3 separate regions of the Gossypium hirsutum genome follow, and regions 1 and 3 are each linked to region 2. A link is a contact called in public Hi-C data. All regions are on one chromosome and are shown on one strand. The core of a region is the stretch at or near the end of the contact, and the rest is flanking DNA. Distances in the headings are between cores, read along the strand shown. Region 1 holds the start of LOC107887261 (expansin-A15). Region 2 holds the start of LOC107887423. Region 3 holds the start of LOC107887374 (NAC transcription factor 29-like).

Region 1 (5,040 bases), core at 2,066-4,565, 530 kb after region 2:
TATTCATGACTTCTCCCAAGTACGGACATGCAATATGGCAATATGGATACCATACAGCATGGACACAGCGACATGGGACATCTCTAAAACAATTAGGACACAACAATGATAAATATTATATATTATATATATTAATAGACAATGAAAAATGTAAAATTGATACTTTCCCATCCAATGTTAACACGCAAATGATTTTTGAATGTTCTAAAATTAATTTGGAAAACGTTGAACCCTGGAAAGAAGGAACTCATAAAACCCAAAATCCTCGGGGGAAGTCCTTTTTGAAACTCAGAATGGGTCAATGAGATGTTTGGATGGTGGTGGCCAAGGCTTAGTCTCCACTCTGAAAATTCCTACTACTTGAATATTGGGCAGGACTAACACACTACGACTTGGACATGCTAACTACGTTCGGCTAAGAAACATCGATTACAAAAGCCCAGACGGATTTTGAGTTTCAATAATGTTGGTGTTCATACTTTGAAAGAAAAAGGCGTCTACATTCCATAAATCCCATGTTTATGAGCTCAATTTAATGCTATACTTGGGGCTTAACGCAAGGGGATGGATAGCATTTTCTGGCATCGTTGATCTCCAAAATGGTGGACATTAAAAGTCAATGCGTCAAACACTTACTTATAAAAGAAATTGAATTTTATATAATAAAAAGACCAAAAAAAAAATCACCCTCACTATAGTAAATAATTGATATTTTATTCAATATCTAACTGGATTTATGCCCAAATTAATTAAATATTTGATAGATAGAACAACCTAATTTCAACTCGGCCATTAAAAAAAATACAAGGTGGAATTGGATTTCGAAATACGTTGGAAAACCAGAATATTGCATGTTACCTGCAGAATCCTCGGATCCCAGCTCTCTAAATTATAGCATTACGAGCAATAAAGTGCATTGACCTGCTTTGCCCTTGGATTTGTGTTTTTTCTTACTTCCAACACTCAGGATCTAGGAGTTTTTCCATGCACCGCCCATTTTCATTCCAAGACCCCTATTAAATTCCAGAGTTGGTCCAATTTTGATTAACAGCCAGCGTCTACTGTTGGCTACAAAATTCCCTTAAACCTTCTCAATTGGTTTTTGATCCCCATTCACACTTGCTGCCGCTCCCATGTAAGGAAAACCAAAGAGGAAGGTTCTGAAATGATAAAATCTCCCGACTTTTCCTTGGGTTTTTTAGGATAATAATCATTTGGTAATTTTATAACAGCCCAAAGAATAAAAATGATAAACATGGAATCATATCATAATAAATCAAAGTTATAGTTTTGCATTGCAAAATTTACAAATTACACTCATACATATATGATAAAATCCAAGGAGATAATCACCCAGCAAAAGCTGATGAATTGAGCTTACAAGCAAAAACAATGCTTCTCAACATCCCAAACGGAGGAGAAAAAAAAACCAAAGGACCTACTAGGTTAACACTGCTGGCGGGTGGTAAAAGTCCCACCTCTGCCATCTCCTCCTGTTTTAACAAACAACAGAAGGAAAAGTGACCCTTAATACTTTTTTTTTTTTTTTAAAAAGGTAACTTAATTAGGACACCTACCCCATAATAAAACTAAAAACCCAAAATGATAAATGGGCTACTTTAAAATAAGCCCTTCACATTTTTGAGTGACCCGAAAGTCCCACTACAGGGCCCTATAGATATATAATATGCTAGCTATACTAAAAGTCAAGCTAGTTAAATACTACTTTGGATGCCTGGTATATTTATATAGTAATTATTAATTAAAACTTAAAAAGCCTAAGATAATAATGTGTTCCTCTAGCGGAATTGGCGGCCAGTGAAGGTCTGCCCAAAGGACCACCCAGCTGGGGCAACATTGCTGGAAACCACAGTACGGCCGTCGCTTGTTGTGACCTTAAATGAGAGGCTTTGTCCGTTGAGGTAGGTGTTGCTCTGCCAGTTCTGGCCCCAGTTCCTAGACATGGGCTGCCAACCAGTCCTGGAGCCCTTGATGGCCACCGCATGTACATCACCAGCACCGCCAACGTTGGTGATAAGAACTAGGTTGAAGTAGGAGTGGCCATTAATGGTGAACCTGATTCCTCCCTTTCTTCTGCATGGTACCCTACAAAGTAAAAAACCCAATGGTTAATAAAAGTAAGTGATATTACTGCGCGGTTACTACCCATTAAAGAAAGTAAAAGCAATGTATTTACCAGTGGAAATGACCAAAAGTGTCGTTTGTCTGTCTTGCAAAACAGAAACTGACCCTAAATATTACTCTAATAGGGAGAAAAGCAGGCCTCATATGCAGCCAAAACAATTAATTCCAACCCTTTTATAGTTAAGCTCATAAATTGACCTTTTTACTGCCTTAAAATAAGGTTTTTCATACATTACTAAAAGAATTGGAACACTAGACAAGTTAAATTTGAAAATTACTGAGTGGTTAGAGAAATAAATAGGCCTCTTTAGAAAGCCCATTTCACAGGGAAGCAGCAAAAGGCAAAACATACCTTCTGTAAGCAACAGGCACAATTCCAGCTCTGTATTGAGCAATATGCTGGAAAACAGGCTGAGAAAGGTCAAAGTGTTGCAGAGGAGGGTTGCACCAGCCCCCTGCATTATTAGGGAGAGCATTGTTTGGAGGGCAGAAATTGGTGGCTGTGACCACAAAGGAACCAGGCAGGCACCACTTTCCATCATCCATACACTTAATCTCATAGCAAGATCCACAACTCAGCCCATTGTTGAACAAAGCAGTGCTCAAAGCTGCAGTATTTGTCCCATAACCCTGGCTATACAGGTTTCCATAACCACAAGCCCCACCTAAAAAAGACCCAAGTTAAGAATTAGTGAAATAAGCCATCCAACCCAAACCGTTGTGCCTAAAAGATGGCTTCATTTGAAGCATACCCATTGTTCCTGAAGCATCACTCCCACCATAAAAGGTTGCATGTGCATTAGTCCAATCACCACTATATCCCTGAACACCAGAGACCATCGCGAGAAACCCCAACAGAAAGACCTTAGCAAAAGCCATTTTCCTGCGAACAAACAACAGAGTGAAGTTTGTTTAAGCACTTGCGAGTAAGAAACAATAAAAAAACTCAAAATGGTAACACTTTTTTTTCCTTCTTAAAAGCACTAAAACTAACATGAGATGGATAAGAAGATTACATGAAGAGGAAGAAGATTGGAAGAGTGAAAAAGAGAGGTAGGAGATGAGTGCAAGGCAGCTGAGTGAGGAAAAGGGGAAAAGGTGAAGGGGGGATTTATAGAAATTTTGGGGGATGGGCACCGTTGCAAGTTACAACTAAACCTAACTACCAAAGGGGACCAAGCCCTATTTGTTTATTCACAAATAGAAAATAGTTCATAGGTAAAAACACAAAGGCACATGGGGAGCTGCTGCAGGGTAAAGTTGAAAGTTGAAACCGCGTGGTTTTGTAGATTTCTGAATAGTAAATTGCCTTGAAAATCAAAATCTAAGAGCACGTTTGGTTCGCTGTATTGGATTAGAGGTGTATTGGATTAGAGGTGTAATGAAATAGAGATGTAATGAAATAGAAGTGTAATAGCAAATCAACTGTTTGGTTGAATGTAATGGAATAGAGGCGTAATAGTAATCTTATGTTTGGTTGAATGGAATAGAGGTATAATAGCATAATGGAAAAAACTAAAATGACTAGAATACCCTTAGCATAAATTTGTTTGGGTAAATAATTATTGTTATTGTTATTTAAATTTTAATAAGATTATTAATATCAATAATAGAGCATTTAATTATATTTAAACATAATAATTATTAAATATATTATAATTAAAATATATAATTTAATAAAATTCTTAATAATCAATATCTTATATGAATTTACTCAAATCATAATATATGATACTATAAAATATAATTTAACATAATTATTATTAAATATATTATAATTAAAATATATAATTTAGTAAAATTCTTAAAAATTAATATTCTTATATGAATTTACTCAAATCATAATATATGATACTATAAAAGATAATTTAACATAATTATTATTAAATATATTTTAATTAAAATATATAATTTAATAAAATTCTTAATAATCAAAATTCTTATATGAATTTACTAAAATCATAATATATGATACTATAAAATATAATTTAAATTAATTAATATTAAAAATATTTTAATTAAAATATATAATTTAATAAAATTCTTAATAATCAACATTCTTATATGAATTTACTAAAATCATAATATATGATACTATAAAATATAATTTGAAGTAATTAATATTAAAAATATTTTAATTAAAATATATGATTTAATAAAATTTAAAATAATTATAACTAATAAATTTTCTTATATGAATTTGTATAATTTAAAATAATTATTATTAAATATAATTTAATAATAATATATAATTTCATAAAATTCGTGATAATAAATTTTCTTATATGAATTTATACAATTTAAAATAATTAATATTAAATATAATTTAATAATAAAATGTTCTTATATGAATTTACTAAAATCAAAAAATAACTTGAGAATTATATTCTGCATAAACATAATTAACTTATATTAAGAAAAGGTTAGATGAAAATAAAATTCTACATCATAATTCATATGTTATATAGTTTTACAACATCATAACAAATTTTCTTATATGAATTTATACAATTTAAAAAGTTTGAAGTACGCAATTCTAAGGAAAAAGTGGAGGGGATGATATCACTTTCCTCTCTTTCTGGATTGCTATTTGTTAATGACAAATGCAACATCAGATTTCAGCTACTCCAACATAAATAGAACAGGGTAACAATTTTATAAGAAACCAAATCAAACAAATTTCCATAATTAACTCCAGTAGTTGATCTATAAGCCAGATCTCCTTCCAGGCATAAGAGTAAATTTCTAACGCCAATAACTAATTTAACTTTACAAATCCATTGGCATGAACTAATCAAATTTGTGTTAAAAATAGATACAGATTCGTTTTCTACAAAGATATACAGAAGCAATGCATTAAAGCAAGCCAGCCATTACTGAATACAACTGCCTCCA
Region 2 (4,378 bases), core at 535-3,034:
GAAAACCTGTCTATTGGTGACTTCATGTGGCTCCTACTCCAAGAAAGTCAATGAATGGCGGTAGAATAGTCTCATAGTGGCTGTAGTTACTGCTTCCTGCCACGGATGATGAAGGTTCAATGGCTGAAACTTGAGGTGTTATTGATGCTGTGGAATCTGTGTTACTTTGGGAGCTGAGGAACTCTGACTGTTGCATTGTCATCATGTGTGAAGGGTGCAGCTGCTGATGTTGACGCTGGGGATAGTAGCCACGGACTTGGGTTTCATCGATGGGCCTATCCCAAAATCTGGTCTGGCTGAACATGCCCATCATGTCATTGCTAAGATCTACAGATGTTGAGAAACCAGCATATTAACAAAGACCAAACGTAATGAATAGATTGTATTGGATTTAAAGCAGCAAAAAGGTAGATGAAAACAGTTACATCAGTCAATGTCTATAAAGCAAAAGAACAAATGAACACAAAAATCATGACACATTTGGTTCAGCTGTTGAAAGAAAAGTGAATCACAGAAGAATTGTGGTAAGAAATTCGAGGTAGGTTTCCAAAAATGAAAACAATGACAAACAGCACAGAAACCAAAACACACCAAAACGTATCATAAAAGAAGCTTAAGAGGAGAATCACACACCAGGGAAGAAATCAAAAGGTGGCGGTTGTGCTTGTGCACAAAACCCATTACGATAAGGGGCCTCGCTGCTTAGGATTGCTTCTCTCTCACTGGTCATGTGGGGTGAAACATTTGACCCACCATTAACCCCACCTGCATCACCACCGTTGAAGATCCCAAACTGATAGTGGGAGATAATGCCTAGTCGTCTATCCGAAATATTGAGACAGTAGGGGGCTGGTTCTGCCTTTGTTCCTGCATCTCTGCAGACAATGTTCGGAGTTTCTTCCATCTTTCTATAAACAGATTGACTCAGCTTCCGCCTCCTGTAGGCACTCGATTGTTCTCTATACTTCCTAGCCATGATCACATGCCAATGGTTCTTCACTGCATTATCAGTTCTTCCAGGGAACAGCCTCGCTATCATTGCCCACTTGTTACCGTAAAGTCTATGAGCTTGCATTAGTCTCTCTTCTTCTTCTTCGGTAAAAGCTCTTCTATTGATCCTAGGGTCCAACTGATTAAACCATCTCAGCCTGCAGCTCTTACCTTCAAACCCGAGAGACAAGAATCAGAACAAATGAACCTTGGCTTATAAGCACATTGATTCTAACACTAAGAATGTCACTAAAAGAGAGAATGTTTTAATGAAACAAAGATAGATAACACACTTTTTCTTTTTCCACTGTTTTTGGCCACTATTTTACCTGATCTTCCTTCCAACTTCTCTGCAATAAGGTTCCAGTTCTGAGGGCCGTAAAGAGCAACAAGTTCCTTCAGCTTAGTATCTTCTGCAGGCCTCCAGTGGCCTCTGGCACAAAGCTTTGACTGTCCACTGTCTGTTTCCTTGCCACTTACCGCATTCTCATTGGGGTTCTCTTCATTTAAGTTGGGATTGAGATTAATTGGCATATTATTATCTCCAAACCCATCACTGTAATCAGAGCCCTTACCCTCCACAGCATCAGAGCAGTGGTTTTCCTCAAAGCTCCTTGTTTTGCTGTTTTCCATGAAACGAAAACCCGAAGAAGCTCTTTCATTTTCCCGTGAGGAAGAAACAACAATACCATAGTTTGGTGCAAGAGAAAGACAACCCATGTCTGGATAAACCATCCCCATGGATGAAGAAGAGGAAGAAGGAGTAGCTGAAGAGTGACAGCTGAGCCTATTCATGTTGTCTGGTGCATATAAAACACACTCTTGTTACCCATGCCTTCATTTTCCTCATCTGACAAATGCTGTTATACAACTGTTACAAAGTCATCTTCATGCGCACATAAATATTAAACAAAAGGGAATACTAAAAAGGGGAAGGGATGGCTTGCATTGCATAGACTGAAAACGAGAAGCAAGTTTGACAAATAGTGAGAGAACTGGGAAAAGTGAAGTCAAGCCAAAAAGATTAAAACATGGAAACAGGAAAAACAGCAATTAAGGCATGTGTGTAAGGGAAACCTACACGGCTGGGGTTAAGAAAGGGACTAAAAAAAGGAGTGCTTGAAGTAGTTAACCACCCTGACTGACCCTTCCCCCCCTAGTTTAACTAGTTTTGGTGCCGTGGTGCGAATCCATGCTCTCATCTTAAAAGTAAACATGAAGCATTCATTTTTTAACTTGATACAATTATAGGTTAAATAGTTTTAGGTAAGGGATCATTTTTTTTTCTCTTATTTGAAAATTAAATAAAAATTTAAAGTTGTATATAAATATTGTTTTTATTTTAAAACCTTTTAACATTTGAAATTATTTTTGAAAATCTATAAGCCTTTGCCCCATGTTAGTAGTTTTTTAAGGGGCTGAATTTTTTGACAGCCAACAAAGTTAGTCTTTTTTAAGTTTGTATTTTATTATAACATACTTAAATTATATAATTTTTCACATCATAAACTAAAAAAAAAAGTGAAAAGGAAAAAATAAATTATTGGATAATTTAGATCCTAACTTGATTCAAGTTCCTATCATAGTTACACTTAATAGATATAAGGTCAAAAACTCATTTTTTTAATGTAAAAAATTAATGAATTACTGATTGAGTGAATAACAAGTATTGAATTAACATATTTAATAATTTAAATTTATTTTCATTTGTTTAATGATTCGCACCATTAAAATTTGCACTCTATTTGTGACTTCTTTTTTTTCATAAATCCAACATCACTCACACGTGTGTTGAGTAAAGTTTTTTATTTTCTTTTTTTCTTTTAATCTCTTTCACTGTCTTGTAGGCATTAGGATTCTTAGTCTGTCCCTCTCTTTATCAACAAGATAGACCTGATAATGTGATGTGTGTGTAAGTAAGGTGTAGACACCCTTTCTTTGAGAGAGCGTGAGACAAAGCGGCCCCTGCCAAAGTTAAAGCTACAAAAAAACCTACCCCTATCAAACATCAATGAATAGAAGAAGAAGGAAAGAAAGTAAATTTAACTTGAGGAATGGGTTAAATCTGGGTTTCAGTTAACCACCTGAAGTTGACCCAACAACCATACCCCCCAACCAAGAATTTTTTACCAGATACATGTCTCTTCCTTTCCCAACTAATTATAACAGTACAAACAAAGCATTGCCCATCTTAATGACTTATTAATCTCCAACTCCCCCACCTGTTCTTCTTCTTCTTCTTCTCCCTTTCATCTACCCTTCTTTATTAGGAACAAACACTTAACACTTGTTTATGCATATCATAATATCAAGATTCATGGCCGTCAGTCTTTTTATTACCCAAAAATATACATGCTCCGTCAACTAGTTATGGCTGAAAAGGTTTTGCATATATACATGATGTTGAGTAAATTTATTTGTCCATGTAATATTATGGAACCTGTATCTAGAAAAACAAATTTCCCTATTCTTGTTTTGATATTTCTACAAGGCTGAACAGTAAAAAGCACAAGTGAATGATGAAAGAAAATGGGGAAGAAATTTTAAGATGGAAACTGATGAGATTCAAGTTTCTAACTTTCTCTAAGATCACTAAAACCCACGTATAGAACAATACTTGCATTCCTGATAAATGAAGGTACATGTGCTTTTAGGAATATGAACTTAGTTTAAAAAATTATAAAAATATTCTAACTTTAATATTAATTATGAGAATAAATTGATTTTTACAGTAGAATTGGGTGTGTCATTTTTTTATACACACTGCCCTAAAAATCTCCTCAAAAAAATAATTTTTTGAGTGTCGCCTAACAAATTGATCACGTATAGAGGCAAAACATTTAATAACATGATGAAGTAATTATTCTTTTTAGATTCACTAAAAAAAGAGTCCGTGAGAGTATGAAGACATTTAATTAAATTTTTAGTCTGTTTACATGTTATGTTTGTCCAATTTTTAAATTAAATTTAAATAGCCCTTAAAAGATATTAGAATAACAAAAATATACATTTCTTATTTTTATTATTTTTTTAAATCAATAAACTTAAAAAATTATATAAAATGCTTATTTAAATTACACAATACGTCCCTCAAAAAATTTCCTCAAGCTTATCTAAATTCAATTATGCTAGAGGAGGAATTAAAAATTGAAAATGTTTAACTTTAGAAAAACTTGAGGAAATTTTTTGAGGGACATATTGGATAATTTAAATAAAAATTTTATATAGTTATCCAAATTTATTGTTTTTAAAAAATAAAAAAATGGAAAGGGTTTTTTTTTTGTAACTTTTATATATTTTAAGAGCTATTTAAATTTAATTTTAAAATTAGACAATCCAAATATGCAAATAGACCAAAAATTTAATTAAGTGCCGCTATACTATCATG
Region 3 (5,015 bases), core at 2,219-4,718, 660 kb after region 2:
GTTCATTTGATTTTGCATGCAATTCATTTCTAGTTTCAACAAGCTAGCAAAGGGATCGGTTGAACATATGTAATTAATGTTCAAATAATTTATAAGTAAGTTTTAACTTTTCGCCTTTTAATTATAAATTTATTTAGTCAAAGTTTTAACTTTTCGCCTATTAATAATAAATTTATTTAGCCACAAAGCTATTTAATTAGTGCTCGTCCAATGACCTTACCACTGTTACCCTCATAGGATGTCATAAGTCTCTTTGGGATAAATTTGTTTTCTTAATATGATCTTATTTTATCGTATAGTAACCATTACATCTTCTTTCATGAAAGGCAATTACTATCGAATAATAATCAAGTTATTCATCTACTAATACAAGTTGTCTTTCCATATTACGATCCAACTACATAATACCACTCAGTATTAGTTAAACATTACATAAACAATGAGCTAATATTTACTTCCATTTTGCTTTGCATGTAAAAACATTGAGGACAATATACAAAAGGATATTAATGTAATTAATGGGCGTTATTATTAAACCAATTTGTTCAAAAAATATAAATATACGAAACGAATATACTACACTTAGAGCATCAGATACAACATCATCCGCTCCAATACCCAAGACAAGGCATCTCTCTAATTGGACTTGATAGATGACATATTAGTATTTCAATTGGTTTGCTCATTTTCGATTAAACTAAGGAGATATTTATATTATCTACTAATATAAGTTGTCTTTTCGTATTACGACCCAACCACATAATATCGCTTAGTATTAGTTAAACGTTAGATAATTAATAAGCCAATATTTAATTTTATTTCCCTTTGCAAGAAAAACCGTTGAAGATAATATATAAAGGATACTAATGTAATCAATAAATATTTTATTAAATTAAGTTATTTGAAAAATACAAATATACAAAAATGAAAATACTACAGTAAAAACACAAGATCCAACACCATCATCATTTCGAACACTCTTAGCTATAGGTAGAGTGCTCCCTCGATAGATAATTCATTCAACTCCAGGCGGAGGCATATCCACTTTGAGATAAGAACCAACTATATGCTCTCAACATGCTTTATTTTTTCCAAACACCATTTCATATTTGACATAGGCATCGCACAAGTTTCAGTGCTCCCATAATTATCTCTTGTAACGAAATTGAAACCAATAGATAATACTGATGAAAGACTTAAGTTGGAGTCTCATTCTAAACTCGGAAAAAGGAAATATGATAGGAGGCACTTAGAGGATTAGGCTTAACTAGTTAAAAGCAGAGTCCTCAGATTCCATTCTTGAGTATGACGGCTGAATAACCTATTCATTGCAAATATCAGCATCAAGTGCAGCACAAGGACAAATTTAGCCCTTGCATTTTTATATACAGAGCAATTCTAGACGCATCTTTGACCACCCCCAGCCACCAACTCCCCCATTTAATTGTTTTGTTTTGGATAAGTAAGTGATGCAAAGCAAGCCAGCTATCCCAAAAGTCTGCCAATAGTTTCTAACAACGGTCATGCCAATCTTGTTCCAATATTTTGTCATCTCCTCTGGTCTGTACCTATCCATCTCTAACCAATAATTAAATATCAAAATTGTTACTCATTAAATATCTTCTTTCTTCGCATCATCATTAGCGTCATCTATGCTTACATTCCAAATAAACTTGCTATTTTTGTAAACGATAAACATTATAGTAAACAACATTCTACACGTTCAAATAGGGATTAATATGATATATTTAAGATTTTATGTTTAACTTTGAAGAAAAATTTTCAAGTAACGATGAGATTTATTTATTTTATATGGCCATTTGTTTATTTATTTATTTATTTTTTATAATTAGAGGAGAAGAATGAAGTTACTTTAGATCAAACTCAGATTCTAATGCCTACAACATAATTCTCTTGTCATTAAATAAGTATTATATAAGTATTATGGAATTTGTAATTCCTTTAACCGGGTACCAAATAATAATACTTTCCACATTAATTTAATTGCACTTGTTTTTGTTTTGTTTGTTCTGTTGGTGAAGCCTTATTTCAGTCTATAATAGAAAGCAAATAACCCAGGGATTCGTACGAACAGAGTTAGGTTAAAGGAATGGGTTGTATTAAAAATAAAACATGTAGCCATAATCATCTGATTTGTAAGACTGTTTATTGTTTTGATCATAATCAATCAATATCCATTTAATAAAAATAGAATTGGCTTTCAATTTGATCATCATCGTTTTTGTCTTTTTGCAAATTTCAAGCAAATCATATTACAAAATTCATCATTTTAAAATATCTAATCTATCAGCTAACAGTTTTTACACACACATTTCTTTTTTCTTGTGAATAGACCAATCCAAAATTTTGTCAAGGTGAAAACAGTTCAGTGGAGATCTATTACTGAAATTGATACAGCATGGGATTCATATATACTTGCTGGTTTAAGAACCCACTCTCATTCACTTGAAGCTTCCCTGAATCAGTGTATTGGTAAGGTATTTCTTGTAGCTGAAGTTTCTCAACATGGTCACCTGTGGTATTACTGTCTATGGTGTTAGGGAAATAGTCAAAGCTGGAATTGTATGTATTTTCACCCAAAAGTTGGGAAATTGGACCCATGTAATCCAATTCCAGTAGTTGAGGAATCGAACTATTTGTCCTTGGGAATTTCAACATTTGTTGGGTTTCACTAGCATCATTGGAACACTGTGTCATGTGAATTGGGGCATTTGATTCTTCCACTTGTTGATCCAAACCTCTTCCCCCTGGGTTCTTCTTCTTGTAGATTCTGCAGAGGACCCAATCATCCAGCTGAAATTGTAAAACAAGCCCTGTTTCCACTCAGTTTACTTCTATCATCACAACAATACTTGGAAATATTATTAATGACCAAAAAGAAGACAAACTTACTCTCATGGATCCATTTTGCTTGGTGATTTGTTTACGTGAATCATTTAACCGATATTCATGCATAATCCAGTCAGTCTTGAGTCCCTTTGGTGGCTTGCCCTTGTAGAACACAAGAGCTTTCTTCACTCCAACATATTTGGAACCACTATAAATGGCTTTGTCCGTGCCCGTAGCCTTCCAATACCCTGACACCGTCGCCCTATTCGGTCGAACCCCATTCGGGTACTTCCTATCTCGAGGGCTAAAGAAGTACCATTCCTTTTCACCAAACTCTGCTTTATCTTCAACATCATATGCAGAAATAAAAAATAAAAAATAAAAACAGTATAGTCAGTACTCAGCAGCATAGCATAATAAAATAAGGGAAAATAAATTTATAAATAGACTAACCAGGCAATTGCCATGGATCAAATTTGTAGATATCAACTTCTGGGATAATTGAAACAGGGCATGGCTTTGATTTGGCCTGGTTTTTAAGGTAGAAGGTGATCAATTCTTCATCTGTAGGGTGGAATCTGAAACCTGGAGGAAGGTCAGAGCTGGTTTTTGTTTCCATTCTATTCAAAAAGAAGAAAAAGGGGATTTGAAAAGAAAGATGGTTTAAGGGTGAAGAGGGGCATAGGAAAAGAAGGGTGTTTGAAATGTTTGCAAGGAGAGGGCTACGCCTTTTATGGTTGCAGTATTCTTGTCGTATTATTGTGCGGGAAAATGGAGTGTGATTGGGTGATGCCTTGACTTTGAAGGAATTTAAACATCGTAAGAAGATCAACTGCCACAACCGGTGAGAACGTGGACAACACGTGCCGCTCTATCTACACAATTCCTTCATTACGCGCTCTTCTGCCTGCCTGCCTTCTTTCTACCTTACCCAATCAAATAACGAAAAGTCTTGTATTTCCTTTGGGATAATTATCCAATGAGATACTTGCACTTTGTATATATCCAATAATTTATCACTTTTTTTTTATATAACTAACGCAAACTCTAAAATGTTTAACTGCAAAGAAAATGTTTTTTATTTATTTATAATAGTATACTAATTTATTAAATAAATGGATTAATTTAATTTGATTTTATAGTGGAGTGAGGAGAGTGAATATAAAAACAATTGGGGAATGAGTCATGCAAAGGTGGTATGGAAAGGAGTTAAAAGAGCGACACGTAGTAGTGGGAAAAGTGGTAGAGTAGGATAAGTATGGTATAAATTTTTTAAAGGAAAGAAAGGTAGACCAAGGGATGGGAACAAGTAAAATAAGAAGAAGATTGTGGTTCTTATCTTAGCCACCTCACTAAATGACCCCTTATTTCGTGCTAATCCTTTACATATAAATATATACTAATTATCAATTTCTATTTTATACGTAAGAATTTCAAAGATAGAAACACCACGTGGCAAGTTGACCTTCATTAAACAGACTTTTAGAGTTTTGAGGTATATTCCTTAATTATTACGATTTATTCGACATGATTGAGTTGTACATAAAAAAGGATTCAATTCCTAGCAAACCAGCACTCATGATATTTTTACTCACTAACAGTGAAAGAGAAAAATGGAAGAATATGAGAGAAAATCCGACATTTTGTTTTACAACAAGTAGGAGAAGATACCGCAAGTATTACAACATTTTGCTAAAAAGCCCGACTCATTAAAAATGGAAGAATATGAGAAAAAAATCCCACATTTTGTTTTATAGCAAGTATGGAGAAGATACCGCAAGTATTACAACATTTTCTAAAAAGCCCGAATCATTCCTTATTTAGCAATACGAATATTCAAAATTCAGGGTTTCTTTTAACGAATATCCCATTTTATATCATTTCTCAAAATAGCAGGGAGGGCTGGATCCCCCAAGCACTGTGTTTTGAGCATGCTACTTAGGGGATTAGACCCTCCTCCATTCTTTTTATTTTTTATTTTTAAAACACATCCAACCAACTAACTATATTATTCAACATCTTCATCTTATCTAAATTATTCTTTGAAAAACATACGACCAAGTGTGTCATCTACCTCTCCCCTTATCTTCAGTAACTAGGAATTTTAGATTGGAGGTCAAAACTTTTAAACAAATAAAAAAATTTATATAAATTAATGCATAATT

The links. A called contact is a pair of places that touch in the nucleus more often than the background predicts.
Region 1: a contact with region 2 is called in a Hi-C map of hypocotyl, with 5 times the contacts expected there. The contact joins the promoter of LOC107887261 here to the promoter of LOC107887423 in region 2. A contact is called at or near these places in 16 of 34 Hi-C or Micro-C datasets (anther, callus, fibers and 4 more).
Region 3: a Hi-C map of leaf shows a contact between it and region 2, with 4 times the contacts expected there. The contact joins the promoter of LOC107887374 here to the promoter of LOC107887423 in region 2. A contact is called at or near these places in 13 of 34 Hi-C or Micro-C datasets (callus, hypocotyl, leaf and 2 more).

What each region holds. Positions count from the first base shown.
Region 1 is chrA03:67,017,091-67,022,130 of Gossypium_hirsutum_v2.1, forward strand. It overlaps LOC107887261 (expansin-A15), which reads right to left and starts at 3,316. Exons shown (of 4, transcript XM_016811452.2): 1 at 3,162-3,316; 2 at 2,898-3,028; 3 at 2,498-2,810; 4 at 1,270-2,106. The coding sequence starts at 3,163. The coding sequence ends at 1,800. LOC107887260 (agamous-like MADS-box protein AGL30) reads left to right here. Exons shown (of 12, transcript XM_016811451.2): 12 at 1-723.
Region 2 is chrA03:66,487,865-66,492,242 of Gossypium_hirsutum_v2.1, forward strand. It overlaps LOC107887423, which reads right to left and starts at 1,785. Exons shown (of 3, transcript NM_001326742.1): 1 at 1,320-1,785; 2 at 634-1,161; 3 at 23-327. The coding sequence starts at 1,785. The coding sequence ends at 23.
Region 3 is chrA03:67,146,809-67,151,823 of Gossypium_hirsutum_v2.1, forward strand. It overlaps LOC107887374 (NAC transcription factor 29-like), which reads right to left and starts at 3,469. Exons shown (of 3, transcript NM_001326739.1): 1 at 3,304-3,469; 2 at 2,914-3,194; 3 at 2,401-2,814. The coding sequence starts at 3,469. The coding sequence ends at 2,401.